Linked DNA regions of Cyprinus carpio: region 2 is linked to region 1. Evidence: chromatin contacts called from public Hi-C data. All regions are on one chromosome and are shown on one strand. The core of a region is the stretch at or near the end of the contact, and the rest is flanking DNA. Distances in the headings are between cores, read along the strand shown.

Region 1 (5,732 bases), core at 1,805-4,304:
TATTTTTAGCATACTTCTAAACATAAAGGTGGACCATACATAAGATCTTACATAACAGTGGACAAATAATGAACCTGCTTCCATTGACGAATGACGAAAGCCACTCCTTACAAAGACAAGCCGAAAGAAACAACTGCTTGCTGGTGCACAAAAAGACACAGGGCAAACCACGATAATAAAAAATAGTCCAAAAATACATTAAATAAACTCATTCTGTACCAGCCACTGACAATATACCAGTTACAGTTCTTAGATGATGTATAAATGAATTAATGTAAAGCTAGCTGAACAAGATTTTCTCTTGATCTAATGGAAAAGTACTTTAATTATCTTCTCTCTCATCACGACTCATGATGCTCATGATTTTTTAAGCAGAGGAAAATGTATGTGGGCTCAAATGATCCTGTCCCTGCTGGATCTTCCACTGACTCATCACGGAGCGACAGGGGGAAGTCGTGGAGGGGGAAGTTGTGGCCTAGTGGTTAGAGAGTTTGACTCCTAACCCTAAGGTTGTGGGTTCGAGTCTGAGGTGCCCTTGAGCAAGCCACTAAACCCCTAACTGCTCCCCAGGCGCCGCAGCATAAATGGCTGCCCACTGCTTCCCACTGCTGCCAGACTTTACATACACACACACCGTGAACACCGTTGTGTGTTCACTGCTGTGTGTGTGCACTTTGGATGGGTTAAATGCAGAGCACGAATTCTGAGTATGGGTCACCATACTTGGCTGTATGTCACGTCACTATCACTATCACTATCACATTTTGCTTCCTAATGTAAGTTCAACAGCACTTCAGATAGAGATCGGTGTTTATTGTTTTCGGAGTTGAAGTGCATCTCTTAATTCCAACACTTCCTGCTCACAGCAGTTGATTCTGGTTTACTGCACATCACGCCTTGCCCTAAATGACAAAAAAAAAAAAAAAAAAACACTCCATATACATATAATTCAGTGTTGAATGTTTCCTTTTATGTGAGCAGTGCACTTATAGACACTTTTATCCAAAGTGACTTAGGGGTCATTCACACAGGATGCTTTCTTGTGTCCATCTGTTTTTGAATAGTTTTTTATGTAAACAGCAATACACAGACGTCACAGGCACTGCATTTGGCTTGCCGTGTCAAGTCAAAAGTAGAAACATTAAAAAAAAGTTGTTGTGCACGGTCTGTGTGAACAGCCCAATTCAATGCACTCAAGGCATCTGCACATTTTGAAAGCTAAATGCAAGCAACACTCTCTGGGGTCCCAGCATCTTCCCTGGCCAGACTTTACATGCTCAACCTGTAGTTTGAATCTATGGGCAGAACTGATATACACACAGTCTTATGTCATACATACCTGCACACAATCTATCACATACAGATCTGTATACAGAGCTGCTAACAATGAATATTTGCAGATTATAAACTAGTGGTCCAGTGAAACATAGATGCCGTGTGTTTCTGAAGAAAACCTGTTGGGTTCCCCAGGAAAGCAGAGCACATGATCGCTGCAGTCTACGTAACTAAGGTGAGTTGCGTATAGATAAGTAGGTTTGCCATGTGCCATGCTTCACATCTAACTGACCTCTGAAGTTCCCACAAACAATACAGTACAATGCTACTAGCAGGTTTTCTGTAAATGTACATGAAAATGGTCATATTCAACACAAATACATATGGGGTTATTCCACAGCTAGGAGGGTTTTTTTTTTTCTTTCACCTGGGTTTATTTTGAAAAAAAAAAAATCCTATGATTTATTTTGTTGTATCATTTTAAAGGATGTATTATTAGGTTTTAAACAAAATAATATTCTATAATAAAGTGTTCCCCCATTTTGGACCTGTTGCCTATCAAGACCCTTCAACCTCTCTTTAAAAAAATAAATAAAATTTTCACGTTTTCATTAAGATGCATGTTATTTAAGTGTATTTTTTCATAAGAGAGAAAAAAAAAATGGTGTTATTACCATCAGGCTGAAAGCAACTGGGTTTTTTAAAATGTACAATTTTTCCATCCTGATCTGAGAGTCAATGGCATGTCATTATTTGAAATTTTTACTTTACAAGCTCTCAAAGTAGTTAAAGCGTCTAACTGAAGAATCCCTCATATGACATGATACCATGGTAATACCACAGTACTTTGTGCGTGGGTCAGAAACCTCAGCATGTTTATGACTTAACATTACTTAACCCCATCTTCCAGTGATCACGAGTGTAATCCTACCAGTCTTTACAGCGCACCTGTCTAAAACTACACTCCAGTAACTTACAGATGAAATACCCTTCATCTGCATCTTCCAGAACATCACCTGGCTCGCGCTCTTCAGCCTTGCAAGCACAGCACTTCCAACTTTAAACGCGTGTCCTCTTCATGTTTGGTCACGAGAGCGAAGGAACACGATAATCCTTGAAATACAAACTGTTATTTTCCTGTACCGCTCGTCCTGAGACGGTAATCTGGTCTACTTTCCGAGGTGCGCTCGGTCGCTGTTAGTTCAGAACCACCGTTTGCTGGAAAAACAGTGCTGTCCATGTCGTGCCTTTCACGTGGAGCTCATATCGTGACAGTCTACCTGAGCTCAGGTGCTACGAGTGTTTGTTTCATCCCGACTGGGATTCCCTTCAGTCTCTCTCTCTCTCTCTCTCTCTGTCTCTCTCTCATCAGGACTGACAGCCACCCGAGTTTCAGCACTGTCGCACTCTGTAACCATCTACATTATCATTAGCCTAGGAGAGGAAACAAATAAACGAACTTACCCAAACGAAGCCAAATCCCGCGGTGACAGCGCGATCATTTACGGAGAGCTAAAATAGCGAAGTTTTTGGCGTAGTTGATATCGCGGCTGGGCGACCTCAGCGGTTCCAGCGCTGCTGACGTAGGATGATGATAAACGCACGTTTGCATATGTGTTACGTCCTCTGTGATTGGTCGAAGTTGAATTCGTGTGTTTGGACTAACTGGGACGCCCGTTTTGGGTCCTCAAGTTGAGTTTTAGCAAAGATCCATATCACGTCCTTGAAATGTTACTCGTAATCTGTAACATGAGCGTACTGAACGCAGAACGTGAAGTTAGAGCGTTCAACAAACAAGATGGCCGTGCCGGGGCGTCAGCCAATCAGCGAGGGCTTTACATGGACGGTGAATCCGCCTGTGACAGTGGAGGCAGTGGGAGGAGAGAAGTGGGGGAAGTTGCTGTCGATGCCGCTGATATTTGAGCACCTCTGGTGGATCTTTTGGGAACTGCTTCTTGTAAACACTGACATGACAAATCCAGCAGAAACTGGAGAATGTCAAATAGAAAATGCGTATAAATCAAGAACCAAAATGACTTGTTTTATCCAGCACCAATTTATAATCAGAGTACAATATTAGAAACGCTGAGTGTGTGTGTGTGTTAGGACACAATAAAAGTGACCCTGGAACACAAAACCAATCATATGGGTCTCTCTATATATATATATATATATATATATATATATATATATATATATAAATGAGATTTATCAAAGCAGAATAAATAAGATTTTCATTGATGTATGGTTTGTTATGATAGGACAATATTTGGCCAATATAAATCGATTCTGAAAATCTGGCATCTGAAAATATTGACCAAATGAAGTCCCTAGGCAACGCATATTACTAATCAAATAATTAAGTTCTGACAGGTAGGAAATTTACAAAATATCTTCATGGAACATGACCTTCACTTAATATCCTAATGATTTTTGGCATAAAGGAAAAATTGATAATTTTGACCCATACAATGTATTGTTGGCTATTGCTACAAATACACCCCAGTGACTTTAGACTGGTTGTGTGGTCCAGGGACACACATTTTTTATTTATATATATATATATATATATATATATATATATATATATATATATATATATATTTTAATTATACATATTATACATATACACACACACATATATACACACACACACACACACACTCATAAATACACACAAACATTTTATTGCAAAAATCTATCGACTAAATACAAAAATCAGACCACTTTCATTGTTTATCCATTTATTTGCTTATAACACTTAAAAAAAAAAAAAAATACATTACTTACACAGCTGAGCTCATGTCAGTATTCTTACTGAAACCGTCCAAAATAAACTTAAAAACAAAAAAAGCATTGTAAAACAGCAAAATATCTAAAATTTAAACCATCGTAAATTTCTAGATAAATAAATGAGAGCTACTGTATGGACTCTATAGAGGCCATTCACTTCATTGATCTGCTCCACTATTTACACTTCAAACCCATTTAGATCAAACCGTTAGGACACAATAAAAGTGAATAACATTACTGAACAATGAGGATTAACTTAGTGTCATAATGAATAGTACTTGTCTTGCTCTGTATTTTACATTAAAACTATTTCATACACAGGATATTACACACAAAAAACGACCTCAACCCAAACACGTCAAGAAGCAAAATCAAAGCGTTCTGTCCCAGTCTGCAAATGTATGTTTGAAATTAAAACTTACTAACCGAGTTTGTAGGGAAAGGAAAATAATGGGAAAAACTTATTAAATCCATCAAATTATTAGTTGGAAAACCAAGTTTATCAATTAGAAGAGCATGGCCTACACAAATAAGTGAGGTGGTTTGTTGTGCCTGATTAACATGTGCGAGTAACAGTACTGACTACAACCATCTCTGTGCCGTCTGTGCGTTCAAGCCTCAGCACTGAAATGAACCAGTGGGGTCTTAAAATCTAAACTGGGAACCTGTCTATAATTCTTAAGCCGTTGTAGCAGTTTAAAATGGTTTTCTTTTAAAGCTGAGCGAGGGTTTTGCCAATGAAGATGAAATTCATAGAACTGCATCAGAATTCTATACATGTGGTTTGACGCAGCCACAGTAGCGTAGTGCCCCTCCTGGTGGACAGACTGAAGTGCTGAATGTTCACGTCTGAAGGGGGTTGTCTTCTTTGCTGAAGGGCTGAGTGGAACCAGGTTTCACCCAAGACAGCCCAGACACCGGCAGTCCTTTGTTATAATCCTCTGGCCGCCGCTACAACAAGAGAAGACCATTGGTCACAAGCACCAAGGGTGTAATTACATTTTCACAACAATTCACATTTTAACCAACCCACAAGTATGTAGAGTAGAAAAAGACAACAGGAAATAGAAAAGGAAACCGTGTTCCCCACACACACACACACACACAAGCTCATGCTTTAAAACAAGACATGCATCAGATACCAGGAAGAAGCCAGTTTTTACTTGGTTGCGGGGAGCAGTCAGGGGAGCGTCACACACTCACTTTATGTGCAAACATCTTCTCTTTTGCCTCTTCATGCACCGCTGGATTCCACGGAGAGAAGCTGCAGAGAGAACACACAAACATCAGATGCGGAAAAACAAATGAGCCGAAGTCCAGTCTGATGACTCAACACTGAACTTTTAACCACACTGAACTAAATCTCCTGGTTTCATTTTCACAAATGAATCCAAGTTTCAAATAGTTAGGCTATATTTACACTAAGGTTTATTGCACAAATCCAGTCTTTTGACTGATTTTTGTCTTGCCTGTATTCAATATCGGTTTTTACATTTATTCTGACCAAACTAGAATGATTCCACTAGGACTGTGCGATATGGACAAAAAAAAAAAAAAAAAAAAAAAAAAAAAAACCTATAACGATTTTTTGATCAATTTTGCGATTTCGATTTTAATCACGATTTTGACACACACAGACATGCTTTACAGTCATAAATGCATTC
Region 2 (5,732 bases), core at 2,263-4,762, 55 kb before region 1:
AGTCTCTCACCTCTGTTGTCTTTCAATCTTAGCAGCAATTTTGGGATTGAGTGTGTCGCTGATCGTGGGGGGGAGAGGGTAGAGGGCAGGGGTCATGGTCTGCTGTGTCTGGTGGATCTGAAGTATCTGTTTGCTCTTGGTGAAGCGCTGAGAAGCAGTGATCAGACGCCGCAGTCGGGCCGTCAGCACGGAGGGTGAGGGCCAGTACATCCCTGATCCAGCACCCAAAGTCCCACCACCACCATCTAACACAGACCCTCCTTCTGCACCAACATACAAACACACTGCTAAAGACCAACAATAACTTCATATCAACTCAAAAGGGTTTATTTACAATGAGAAACACTATAGTTTGTCAATACCTCCGCCTGTATCAGTGATGACCAGGTCTCCCGGGGAAGAAGCATCATCCTAGAGGTAAGAGCACATGTTAAGTCATAGTTCACCATTACAACACAAAAAACACAAACAATGCCCTTTACAGGTCTTAAATTTGAACTAAATTTGAATTTGAAACGTGCCATAAACACACAGCATACAAGGTATTTTCAAGGAACATTATATATATATATTTTTATATAAATTATTATTGAAAATTAAATGCAAATTCCTGTAGTTGATTTATAAATGATTATAACTTCTGTAAATACTGTACATACACACATGCACGCACACACACACACACACACACACACACACACACACACACACACCTAGTATTTTACATTATTCCAAGTATTCTGAATAGCAGAGAAAACACAGGCAGCTATTTAGTCACAAAATGTGTTAAACTAATAAACACCTCTGTTTTGTGTCTGTGTTTATTGAAAATTCATTCCTCTTTGTGTCGTTCCAATTGAACATAGTATGGGCTGTGGCCTATTCACTTAAAAATTCCAACTCATGAATTGAAAAGGCAACCAGTTCTAAAATTTGCCCATTCCGGAAGTCACTCTAATTGATATTCTTTGAGCTTGTGTGTGTAACAATCTTATCAGGCCCAATTCTCTCTTCTCCACTTGCATACCTCCATATCATCCTTCAGCAAAGCTGGAGCAGGCTTATACTCCGGGTCGTCCACATCTCTGCACACACAGATAACACACACACCCAAACAAACACAGTTACAAACACCTCAGAGAGTTACTGCAGGCGGAAACTGATTAAAGACTTCCTCTGTCTTTATGAATGGAGCACATGTTTGTGTCTCTTACCCATCCATAAAGTCATTTCCTCTTTGTTCAGCAGCGATGGCCTTGTCATCTGGCCGCCCAACCCTTTCTAAGAAACACAGTGCTGGATCTGCACGAATAGTGTTGTACTTCTCATAACCTACAACACATACAAACAACCATTAGATAAAAGTGTGTACCCACTCAGAAAGCCTTAAGCGCTACAGAGCTGATCAGACTCACCGTGCTTAAAGACTCCTAACAGCAGACATTTGTCTGAGAGCATGTCCCACCACAGAGCAGGCATCTCTGAATGATCCGGCTCGGGAACCCAGATCTCTATCTCACTGCGAGACAGCAAAACAAACATTTCAGCCATTGCTTGCAGTTACATGCTATACATCTTAGTCTTATTAGGTTATTTCAGGTTTAGATTTTGGAAAAGACCACAATTTAAGTCTGATATTGTCATTTGCTGAATTTGTTTTGGTGAACTATTCCTTTAAATACAGGAATTTAAATTATATATGTACGTTCTTGAAGTTTCCTCAGCAGTACAGCAGATGGCGCTTTAATGTTCCTCTTACTAAACAAACTGGCTTAAACTGACTAATACCGGAGTTCAATGAAGACCTATTTATAATCTTAATATGCAAAGGGATCTATGATACAGTGAAGTGAATGTCTTTATATTATTAGGTTTTGATCAGTTTTAAAGGCTTAAAATCAAATACATATTTCCAGCATGTAAAAAAATAATAATTTAAAATATTAAGAACTGACTGGTACTGGTACTGCTACTCCTACCACTATTAGTACAACACATTCAGAACACTCTCCTCAGATGTGTTGGTTTTCCCAGACTAGTGAAACTAATAAGGTGAGAGGGTGCATGGCAATGCTTACCTGGCATCTGCCCCATCCAGCACTTTTTGGCACTGCACTCCAATCACCTCTTGTTTCAAATAGTACAGCATTCTAACTCTCAGCAGCACCCTGCCAGACAGAAACAGAGAGATTGAGATCAAATTGTACTATATATATATATATATATATATATATATATATATATATATATATATATATATATATATATATAAATATATATATATATATATATATACATATATACTATTCTATTGTAAAGTTGTAATTATTGTTATATATATATATAACACTGGTAATAATAAGGATATGTAAGATCTTGAACACACACACAACTTTCTATTGTAAAGTTGTAATTGCATATTAGAATGTTTCTTGAACACTAAATCAGCATATTAGAATGATTTCTGAACAATCATATGACACTGGAGACTGGAGGCTGAAAATACAGCCATTGCAGATGTAAATTATATTTTAAAATATTCTGAAATATAACACTTGCATTTTAAATAGTAATGATATTTCACAACATTACTTTTATGTAGTTTTGATCAAATAAATGTAGCCTTAGTTAGCAAGAGACCTCTATCAAAAAAAAAAAAAAAAAAAAAAAAAAAATGAAATCTTATCGTCCCCAAACTTTTGAACAGGACTGTAAATGAGCTTATGTGTATGATCTGATGGAAAATGCACTGCCATATGGCTGGTGTTAATGAGTGCTAACACGTACAGCCTTTTCCAGCTTTTTCATTTTTTGAATGAAAGTTGCTTCAGAGAGCATGCATGAAAGTAAATGTAGGCAATGTTCAAATTTAAAAAACATTAATAAAATAAAAAAAAATCCTATATCGGTTTTTGAACATTTGTATAGGCCTATATAAATAAACACACTTTTTAAGGTAGACTGCAAAGCATGACTTTAAGAACTTTGCTTTCAAGCTTATTCACATCTGTCCATGTTATGATCTTCATGTGAAATGGCAGAGAATTTACAGTCTTTCATACTTAAACTCACACTTTCACCCTAACATTAGTGGCATTTCAGCCCTGAGAAAAAATGCAGACGCATTCAAAGCTGACAGCTGTGTCCCAGGTCATCACTTATGTGTGTGTGTGTGTTAAACAGGACAGCTTTCTAAACAATAGGGAACTTTCTCCAATGGCAGAGAGCCCTGGATGCAGCCAACCATACAGTAATAAACTCTATCAACACACACATCCTGGTCCAGAACAGTTCATTTATCAAAGCACAATCACACAGTCTTGTTTATAGCATGACATGATGCTGCTTTCTAATGCAAGAACTGTTAAGGGTTTGTGACAAACAAACAGACAAAGAGTGGGAACAGCTAGCCAGATTTGACTGTGAGTCTGACAACATTAGTGTCAAGAACTGAAGAGCATGACCTGAAAGCACCTCTCATCTTCCATTCTCTAAGAGAAAAACCCCTAAACAAGTGTGTGAGAGTGGGCCATACCACAAAAAGATCACAGGGCTAAGGTGGGAGATTCCCCCTTTATCATTGCATCACACACTTCCTCCAGAGTGACAGATATCTATCTCATGAGGCATCCACATGTAGCCGAGTGGCTGTGTAGTTGAAAGTGGGTGTTACTGCTGCTTTACGGCTTAATGTTATTAGTGAGCTGCACAACAGGCTGTACTTTTCAAAAATCAGATATAAATGAGATGTACTGAATGTAAACGTTACTAAATGTACTTGAATATAAACAGCAGCAGTGCATAATAACATGACCGACAATATGGATGCTTATAAATGTATGAATCAAACTCACTAAAAAGGTATTTTCTTGGTTCATCTATTTTTTTTTTTTTTTTACATAATTAAAAAAAATTGCTCACAGCAATATTAATACTGCCTTGCTAACACTTGACTACAGTATCTCACCAGAGACGTATCTGTGAGCTTTTGGGTCTTTATGTCTATCGGCAGATTTGCTATCATCGTGAACATCACTGCTCATTTGCCCAAGGCTACATTTTTTCTTAACTTTTTCAAAACCATGGACATGCCTACATTGCATTACCAACAGCTGCTAACAAAAACCGCAAACAAATGACTTCTGGTCACTTTGTCGTTACACAGTGCTGTATGTTTTAAGTTGACACCCATTAACACCAGCCATATGGCAGTGCATTTTACATCAGATCATGCACATACAGTTTGGGGTCAGCGCAACTTTTTTTTTTCCCTGCCATAAATTAATATTTTATTTGAAAAAAGTAACAATAAACATTCATTATGGGGGGGGGGGGGGTTTCAAATAAATACTGTTCTTTTGAACTGAATTCTGAGAATTGAGAATTCTGAAAAAATGTATGTTTTCAACACAGATAATAATAAGAAAGTTAATATCGTGAGCACCAGATCATCACATTAGAATGTTTTCTGTAGTCACACTGAAGACTGGACTAATCAGCTTTGCCATCACAGGAATAAATTACATTTTAGTATTAAAATAGAAAACTTTAGTTCCTTTAAATTGTAGTAATCTTTCACAATTTTACAGTTTTGAATGCATTTATGATCAAATAAATGCAACACTGGTAGACTTAACAGGCCTCTTTCAAAAACACCACTTTATCGACCCCAAATTTTTGGTGTATCTAACAGTAGCGTATATTGTGATGCAATACTCACTTGTTGCAGTGGTGTTTCAGGTGTTTCTTGTACCCATCATCAGACAACATGTGTTCTGGGTTGTGTTTTCGTATCCACTCTGCCTTCTGGATATCAAATGAGCTAGACTGAGTCTTCATCTTCTTTCCTTTTCTGCCTCGTGGCACTGGGGCCGACAAACCTGCACAAGTCACATTAAAAAATCAAAATAATGTTACATGCTTTCTAAACAAACATTAATCCTGACTAGATCAAAAGGCAAAAGATAACTGAAATTCAGTCCTCATACCTAAATGGTTCTGAAGTTCCTTGGTCCTGCCGTCCTCTGTGGGAGCGATCAGATCCCACATGAAGCTCTTGATTTTATCATCTCCACGGTAATGAACGAGGCAGTATGCCAGGAGCGCTCTGCATATACTCTCCACGTCACGCTCACTCAGCTGACGCTTAAAGCGCCCGTGAGCCAGGATGTCCTTCCAGCGGCCCCACCTACGACCACAGAAACAAATTCAATGGTCCATCATTTCATCATCAGTGTCAAGAACTCTGACTGAGGAGAGTCCCACTTCCTAAATTTGCATATTTGGGGCCAATTTTACTAACAGCTTGTGACAGCGCAAACCATCTTTTGGCGTTAAAAGAGTCCTGTCAGGTTTAATAAAAAGTCGCAGTGAAGAATTAGCGCTGAAAAGGCGTGGACAGTTATTTTTGCACCTGGCCTTATTGAATATGCATTTCCAAGAGTTTCCCTTTCAGACACAAAATTTATGGGAGGAGAGTATTCAAATGAATCACGCAACGCATTTTACTAACGTTTGCGCTCGTCAAATAACTGGTATTTGCGCCATTATTTATCACAGCAAAAGAATATGGCTGCAATTTGTTGCTAGGAGGAGGCACTGCAGAGATGAGAGAGAGCGTGGTAGAAGGGAGAGGATTTTTTCCACACGTAATTTATTTGGAATGCAAGAAGAACACGAAAATAGCGTTTGTCAAGCCATGTTATTTTTAATTTGCTTTTCAACGTACTCTT

What was found. A called contact is a pair of places that touch in the nucleus more often than the background predicts.
Region 2: a contact with region 1 is called in a Hi-C map of liver, with 6 times the contacts expected there. The contact joins the enhancer-like site here to the promoter of LOC109084313 in region 1. A contact is called at or near these places in 5 of 8 Hi-C or Micro-C datasets (liver, red blood cells and skeletal muscle).

What each region holds. Positions count from the first base shown.
Region 1 is chrB7:21,116,891-21,122,622 of ASM1834038v1, reverse strand. LOC109084313 (chromodomain-helicase-DNA-binding protein 9-like) reads right to left here and starts at 3,054. Exons shown (of 39, transcript XM_042727879.1): 1 at 2,740-3,054. It overlaps aktip (AKT-interacting protein), which reads right to left. Exons shown (of 10, transcript XM_019107011.2): 9 at 5,272-5,332; 10 at 3,943-5,019. The coding sequence ends at 4,912.
Region 2 is chrB7:21,172,036-21,177,767 of ASM1834038v1, reverse strand. LOC109084313 (chromodomain-helicase-DNA-binding protein 9-like) reads right to left here. Exons shown (of 39, transcript XM_042727879.1): 22 at 4,989-5,188; 23 at 4,721-4,880; 24 at 2,079-2,168; 25 at 1,416-1,519; 26 at 1,215-1,332; 27 at 1,028-1,085; 28 at 363-411; 29 at 11-263. Among protein-coding and RNA genes, the nearest start is that of LOC109084357, 15 kb to the left of the region's middle. Within about 2 kb of position 3,512, at least 1 of the 8 cell types and tissues checked has an H3K27ac peak or open chromatin away from gene starts, as enhancers often do.